2 separate regions of the Gasterosteus aculeatus genome follow, and region 1 is linked to region 2. Evidence: chromatin contacts called from public Hi-C data. All regions are on one chromosome and are shown on one strand. The core of a region is the stretch at or near the end of the contact, and the rest is flanking DNA. Distances in the headings are between cores, read along the strand shown.

Evidence for each region. A called contact is a pair of places that touch in the nucleus more often than the background predicts.
Region 1: a contact with region 2 is called in a Hi-C map of skeletal muscle, with 3 times the contacts expected there. The contact joins the enhancer-like site here to the promoter of pcdh9 in region 2. A contact is called at or near these places in 3 of 6 Hi-C or Micro-C datasets (liver and skeletal muscle).

What each region holds. Positions count from the first base shown.
Region 1 is chr12:8,199,134-8,203,180 of fGasAcu3.hap1.1, forward strand. All of the region lies in intron 3 of pcdh9 (protocadherin 9), which reads left to right. Among protein-coding and RNA genes, the nearest start is that of pcdh9, 96 kb to the left of the region's middle. Within about 2 kb of position 1,303, at least 1 of the 9 cell types and tissues checked has open chromatin away from gene starts, as enhancers often do.
Region 2 is chr12:8,103,915-8,107,758 of fGasAcu3.hap1.1, forward strand. It overlaps pcdh9 (protocadherin 9), which reads left to right and starts at 1,462. Exons shown (of 5, transcript XM_078084999.1): 1 at 1,462-3,554.

The DNA.
Region 1 (4,047 bases), core at 53-2,552, 95 kb after region 2:
TTCCATATTACCCATGGCCAAATAAAAAGCCTCTGGCAAAAGCTACCTTGAAGGTAGCTTTGGATGGGATGGAAATTGTGTCTGTGTGTGTGTTGAGAGACAGGAAGAGGGGGGGATGGTAAAAGACGGGTGAGAAAAAGAGAGCGAGCACTGTAGGTAGGCAGGGAAAGTAATGGTGCTGTTTATGGATTGGGGCTATTTTGTACATCAAAGTACACAGAAAAGGAGAGAGAGAGACTGTGAGGGAGAGAGGGGGAAGTCTGCTGCAGGCCATTTGATTGTCATTGTTTCTCCTAGGTCACGTGGGAGTGCATACGCCTCGCTTTTTACTCTTTTTTTCCGTTTTCCCTCTTCTGTTTCGTCCTTTCTCGCTGGTAATATCAATGAAAATTCTATTGACATAAGACTATAACAACCACAACTCGCTCTTCTTTGTTGTTTCCACGGATCAAAAACTCCAGATTGCTCTGTGTCCTGCCTCGCTCGGTGTCTCTCTAATATGCTGTGTACGACCTACCCTCCTAAGCCTTTCATAATCATTTTAAAGTAGTCAGTCTTAATCGCTTCATCCCTCTCCTTAATCTCATCATACGTATTCTTTAATCTCCTCATAGCAATACTCTGTCTGCATACACGGTTATTCCCGGCGTAATTATCGTGGCTGTTTTGTCTAAATGCACAGGTTTTATTTTTCTTATGGCCCCAACATTTGATGTCATTCGTGCTTACTAGTCTGTCTAATGACCCCGACACACAAAAGAGTACTCAAATGTGCTACTGATATCTCAGAACGCACATGATATGCAGCTGACTGTCTGACTGAAAGACTCATTTCAGTTTGAGAAATTACGATTTCTAAGCAGAGTCACGGGTGCAGAAAGCTAATGAAATTCAACATTAGAAGGTCCGTTAACGTGCGTCATGCTTTGACGTACATTTACGCCCACGTTAATCACAAGTCGCAAAATGGAGCCTCTTCCTCTTTCCTGCGACTGGTGCGGAGTGTCCTTCAGGTCTCCTTCCAGCGTCATGTGTGAGAGCCTGTCCAAAGAGATTTGACAAGGGCCCTGCAAGGAGAAGGAAATAAAACCCAGAGAGATGAGGCAAACATATTAATCTTGTTAAGTTAAACGCCGACCCCCCCCCTCCTCCCAGTGCTCCCCTGCTCTGCTCCTCTCCCCGTTCCACACCCAGATAATGTGCAGCGCTCGCAGTGAAAAATCAGCTAATTTCAGACCACGACTCAGTCTGACTTACAGAGACTCTTAGGGTGGTGCTGAGCTCTGTGCTGCTTCTCCATTAGTCGCCCCCCCACCGCTGCCTCTGCCTTTGTGTCTGTCGCTGATTCTACGACTGACTGTGTCTCTCTCCAGCACACAGGCTCCCTCGTTCAATCATCGGTCCCCTGCTCTCTATCCACGCACACACTTACAGGAAAAACACTTGGGCGCATTTATCTCGGCCCTTCATCCTCGGCCCATCCGTGACCTTGAGATATTTGATGGATGCGGGTCTCTGATGTAAGTGAGTTTTAAGTTGTAGATTGACAGGGATTGAACATATTGATTATATTACTGAAACAGAGAGAGAGAGGGGAGAGTGGGGTGATAGACAAACATTAAAATCACACAAATTACAGGGTGGAAAAAAAGAGAGGGAAAAATAAGTGCTTTCATAGAGCGCATAGAGTTGATGGACAATGTTTCCCCCTTGTGGTGCTGGCAAGCAGGTAGGGCGCATTCATAGTGTGTCTTTAAAACCAAAGTGCAGAATTTGAACAAAAATGTGCGATGATTGTTTTCCCCTGGGGAATAAAAAAAGGGAATGAACCTCGGATCTCTCTCTCTCTGCGAAAATCCAAACATCTGTAATTATCACGAACAGAAGCATCAGCATGGTCTCATCCCTGAACCCGCAGACCTCTATCCGACAGCTGCCCTTAGTGAACCAGTTCAACGTAGCCCACTGTGTGTGTGTGTGTGTGTGTGTGTGTATTAAGTTTAAAAAAGGAAAAGATTAAACATACTTTTTTTGTACAAAAGAAATGTAAAGCATAGTTAAATTGAGATTTAAAGGTATTTGAGTATATAATCTTGTGTCATGAGGTAGAAACTAACTGAATCTGCCCGATATTTAATTTATGCCTCATCTGTCAGTACAGCAAATTGGGAAATCTTATCAGTCATCTTTGGCAGACGTTGTTCAGCAAAAGGGAAAATTGCTTTTTAAATTTCACTTGAGTGACTATCCAGGCCTTCTATGCTTTCTACTGGTTCAGTATGTTGTCTCCTCACTGAGGAATTAGATTATTCTTTAGCCTAAGTGACCATTGACAATCCCACATCTCTGTCATATCCGGACAAATTTCCCTTTTACATCCTCTGGACCCCCTTTGCTTCTGCAAGACAATGGAGGTCAGCCCACTAATGCTGACCACGGCTTTTCAAAGGGCAGAGGGAGAAAGACTTAGACAGAGAGAGAAGCAACTTTATTGAACCGCTGCATCTCTGGACTTGTTTCAGCACTATGCCATTACAAGCATTAAGATAGTAGGCTTTCTATATGTTGAGACACAAATCCATGGAATTTAAGCAAAATATCATGTAAATTGTGAGTCACATCTATACTGATACCACAAAGTGCGGCTCCTGTTTCTGGCTTTAGGATTTACTTTGGGAATGCATCCAGACTGACCAGCAGACGGAAGGGAGACACGTTGGAGCTGATCCTTGTGTCCCTTGGCCGTGAGCGGTGGCTGGTGCGATGTGTGTGTCCCTGAGTGAGTGTTTGCGAGCATGTGTCCTGACCAAATGCACAAGCATATGGTCACCCTGTGACTGTAGATATGCCATTAATGCTGCACGGCCCTGAGAGCTTACACCGCGTCTGTTTTTCATTCTGCGATGCTTTGATGGCACCGCCCGTTTCCACCATTATGCTTTAAGCCGTTGATGCTACTCTTCCACGAGAGATGAAGATTATTCCTCAAATGTGCAACAGAGATTGGACAGATTATCTCTGCGCAGATACTGCTACGCTGCTGCAATTTAGTCCCGATGCTCTCAGTTTCCCCTGCAGCCTAATGTTCGGCTGCATGCAACTGAAAGCTGTAGTTTATTCATGATATCAGAACGTGCCACTTTTCTGCAAGCTTTCTAAAAGTAGTTACATAATACAATAACTGCACTAATGCCTCCAACACCAACACACATGGCATTCAGTCCAATATCAAAGACAATCTATAGTCTTATGAATATATGCTTTTTTTAGGATTAACTCAAAAACAGAAAATCTGTTCATGGTATGATGGTTTATAAGTGTTATTCCTCCTTGGAAAGCTTCAGTAACATGAATTTGAGGCTGAACCCCAACACCCCAACACCACTGACAGTGAACAAGGCTGTGAAATGTGTTATTTGTGGCGTTGTGTTTATAGTGTCGGTAAAGGCCATGACATTTGTACGAGCATTATAGATTATAAACTGAAAGGATGTGGCTGACAACTCCCAGGTATTCAATCGTGTCTCCATAACTTATCGGGACACACAAATCTGGAACATCTACTCCATACTAACCTATTTGTGTTGAATCCATTACAGTTCAAATAGCCTTGAAATGTGCATTTTAAAACAAATGAGTTTGAAGAGATGAACACTGGGAGGCCCCGGAGAGTCCAGCAGAAATCACCAGGGGTATGACATTCTTTAGCTAAGAGAGAGAGGCAAGAACCCTTTCAAGAACAAGTACAGGAGAATAATTGGTGTACAAGTGCTAGACTCACATTACCGGGTCACCAGGGTAAGTGCTCGGGAGTTTGCGTGTGGTTGTGTGGACTCAGAGAGGAAGGCACGGCTAGAGACGTGCCGACAGAGACGGATGAAGATGGAGACACAAAAAAACACAGACACATGGCCCTAAATGTGGGTGGATACCTTGGGAGGTCAAAGCAAAGACTGGTAGGAACTTGATCTGAACCAATGTTTCACAGCCGTTGGGCGAGAGAGAGAGGTGGAACCTCAGGAGACGTGTCTGGGGTTAACAGACAGC
Region 2 (3,844 bases), core at 212-2,711:
TGATAATAGGCTCACTGATGGTTTTCCCCTAGACCCAGCTGATTCATTACATTACGAGGAAGTGCAGAGCGTTGTTCAATTATTTTTTTGACATTGCAATGGGTTTGGATAATTCAAGATCTTCAGGCCGGATTCATTTGCAATATTTTGAACGTACACCTGGAAAACGTCTCTTGCACACAATTATGTGAAGACATAACCTGCATATCGTGACAAACAAGACACACAAAAAAGAGTTAGTCGAACTTACTCATATCCTGTTCAAATGTGTCATATTGAAGAACTCTATTACAGCTGTAGACAATATTCTCAGTGAGAACATCCTCACAGTGAGTGGGATTTTTTTTCATGAGGTAAAGTTGTGCAACATGATTAAAACATCGTGTTGCACTGAGAAACAATATTCTCACTGTGATTTTCCTGGGAAGGTGATTTAATGTTGCATAAGAACACAAATAATGCATTGAAAAACTTTCAAATAAATGTTAGGTGTTAGTTGTGTTTTTTAGGGGAACAATGGCACACAGAGAGAAACCACACTGGCATCATCCTGCAGGCGTGTTTGCTGCTTCTTGGCTGCGTATCAACGCCGAAGTCACGACAAGAACGGATTCACTTTTCCAGCACCGGCTCCTCAGACTTTATCAAAGTTAGAAAATGTGTGAATTACCTGTTTGCCCTTGTACTTTATCAGACATGGAAAATAAACTTTTTTTTGCTTGTATTATTCATGAGGCCATTTCAACGGCACGAAGTGGTCAATAAGTCAGTGTGAGAATCAAGGTGAATGGAGTGATTGACTGGACCCGTGTATGGGGAATCATAAGGCCTTAGGTTTGGACCCTTCCCTCAGGCCCTCTCTTCAATACAAGAATGTAGGAGGAACACCCGAAGACCTAGAGCAAATATTAGCATACTTCTCATCATATTATTATTCATCACTTGTAAGGAACTTGACTTAGCTGCAGCCAGTTCAAAACAGACTAAATAAGGAGATAACAAATTTGAGAGAATTTGGGAGCCGCTGCGTTTGCAGAGTTAAGGCCCTTCTGGTGTCAAGATCACGTGACACAATCACAGAAGGAACCGATGAGAACACAAGTTTGTGAAAGATCAACTCATCTTTAAGTTCCCATAAATGAGATTTCGACGCACAATTACCATATTAGATCTACTGAGGGGATTGGAAGATGTGGTTATCAAGTACCAGTGTCTTGTACACTTTATAGTATGTTGGTGGGGTGTGAACTACCTCCCCAGTAATGATCCCAACCACCGTTTAACGGGGCCCAGTGGCAACCCACACAAACACCTCAGAGACGTTGGAAAGTCCTGTCGAATCAAAACGTTCTCTCTCTCGTTTCGCAACAACACCCTCCAGGGCAGCAAGTTGAAGCTAGCAATGAGTTTGTAATGACTCCATCTGGCCAGCCGAGCGAGAGCGCACTCCACCACTGTACACGGGTTATGTTGTCACCTTTCCCTGTCACGCCGAAGTGAGAGATCGCTCCTTTCTCTCCTGAGCGAAGGACGCCGACGGCTGCGTCCAGAGGCGGAAAAGGTCAGGCCATCAGGTCGGTTGTGCTAACGTACTGCTGAGCAGGCAGTCAGCCGGCACCCTCGGGAGACATTGGCTGCCTGCTTCTCACCTCAACGGCGTGCGGGTCCCACGTCCTTTGCATCACTCCCGACACCGGGCGGATTCTCACCTCGGCTGTCCCTTCGTTCACACTTTGCTTCTTACGCCCGCCACTTGCTGAACCCTTTATTCTGCTGCCACGGGTTTGTCAAAAAAAGCATGTGCGCTAAAGTGTTGCTTCACTAACGTTTAGTCAGGTGATTCCTGCAGCTGCAAAGCGCCCACGACGGTCCCGGGCATTGGTGTCGGAGCACCTCAAGATGGCAGTGTTCACCACGGCAGGCTACTAAGTCTTTGGAGCTCAACAGCTTGTGTTTCTCAGCAAGAGCAGCAGCATCACAGGCAGAGAGCCGCGGATGGAGTTGGGGGGTTTATCTACTGCATTGAAATTAAGATGACGATGGCAGTGTGCATTAAAGGGTGGCAGGATGTGGACAGCTGACTCTGATTTCTGTGTTACTAAATATGCTACTTTCCAGCTGCACTGTTCCACCTCGGACGTGTGTGTGTGTGTGTGTGTGTGTGCGTGCGTGTACTCGGCTCAGTTACACGGTTCGGCCACCTCTTGTTGCTCTGTGGTCTGGGGTGACGGGCAATTTCAAAGTCACGTCCCAGCCTGCTCGGATCGCCACGGATCATTTGCAAGAAATAGCAAACTCAAAAAAAATGAACAAAAATAAAAGAGAGATGATCAAAGATAAAGACACGCGGTTCACTTCATTCTGCGACGAGGTCGCACCACGCGGAGGCTCGGATGAATGGGACAACTCTCAAGGTTGTTTCTCACGGACACATGACGGTGGCGATCAAACACGCGTGGACAACGGAATCCGTGTCTGGAGGGCGGATCGCCTCACGCAGGGCTTAAACCCTTCATTCCTAGCAAGTCTTCCCCGTTTGGAACCCGGGGCAGTTCGTCCGTTTTGTTTGCTTCAGTCTTGTGTCTTTTGGCGTGAGTGCGCGCGCGCGCGCGTGTGTGTGTGTGTGTGTGTGTGTCCACCCCAATTAGTGGAGCCTCCCCGACAACAGCCTAACAGGTTGGCTGCTGTGTCCCTTCGGAGCCAGTGACTCTGTGCCTTTTCCCATAATCCTCACAATAACGCTTTCATTTTTTTTACTACGTTACCATAAGCGGCACTGGCGGCTTCATCATCCTCATCGGCATCATCACCCCCCCCCCCCCCCCTTACCCCCTCCTCACCCCCTTCGTTAAGCGTCTCCGCAGCCTGCAGCATCTCCACGGAGCATCTCACCGCGGACAGCCCCCCCGCCGGCCTGCATGGAGTGACGTGACTCCGGGCCAATCCCGTGGCCGCTCGGGCTGCCGACGCCACCGAAAGAGAGGGGGGGGGCGGTGTCCAATCACGAGGGCAGGCGGTGGTGGAGGCGTCGGCGTGCGGTGTACTTCACCACCACCGCCACCACCTCCTATGGGTTTACACGGAGTTAGTGCGAGATATTCTGCTCCGGGAGCGAGAGTGCGCGGATAAACGGCACACACACGCTGCGCGTCGGTGTCCCACCGAACAGCCTCTATTCAGGTTACCACGAGATTTATCTCTCTCTCTCTTTCTTCTTCTTCTCCCCCCTTCACGATATCTTTTTAACCTTGTGTCTCCGCCGGCTGATGAACTTGAATCATGACGGGACACCGGTCTCTCCTCTCGAGTTCACCTTGCTGCCTCCTTCACCTGACCAGGTAGCCCGGGGGGGAGGAGGAAGAGGAGGAGGAGAGGGGCGAGAACACAAGGAAAAAGAAGCTAAATAGACACCCGTCTGTTTTCCTCGGGACGTATTTTGGGAGATGAGAAGTGCTTTTCTTCGGACCGGTTCTGCTGTCAGACACCACCAGCCGCTGACGCACCCGGCCGCGTCCGCGGGAGAGCGACGCAATCACCGCGGCTCGCACAATTAGGTACTGTCCTCTTCCTGAAGTTAAATGGGGGAAACGGAACTGCGACATATGCAGCTTCTTATTCATCCCAGTTTGAGCGAGCAGCTGCTTTTACCCGTAACCGAGTCTTGATTACTACTGCGGGGTCAATATATCTTTTCTTCTTCTTCTTCTTCTTCTTCTTCTTCTTCTTCTTCTTCTTCTTCTTCTTCTTCTTCTTCTTCTCCCTCTCCTCTTGCCTGGACCCACCGCTTAATCTGACTGAGAAGGATTTTCTTTACCTGATTAAAGTCTCAGCCGCCCTGGACCTG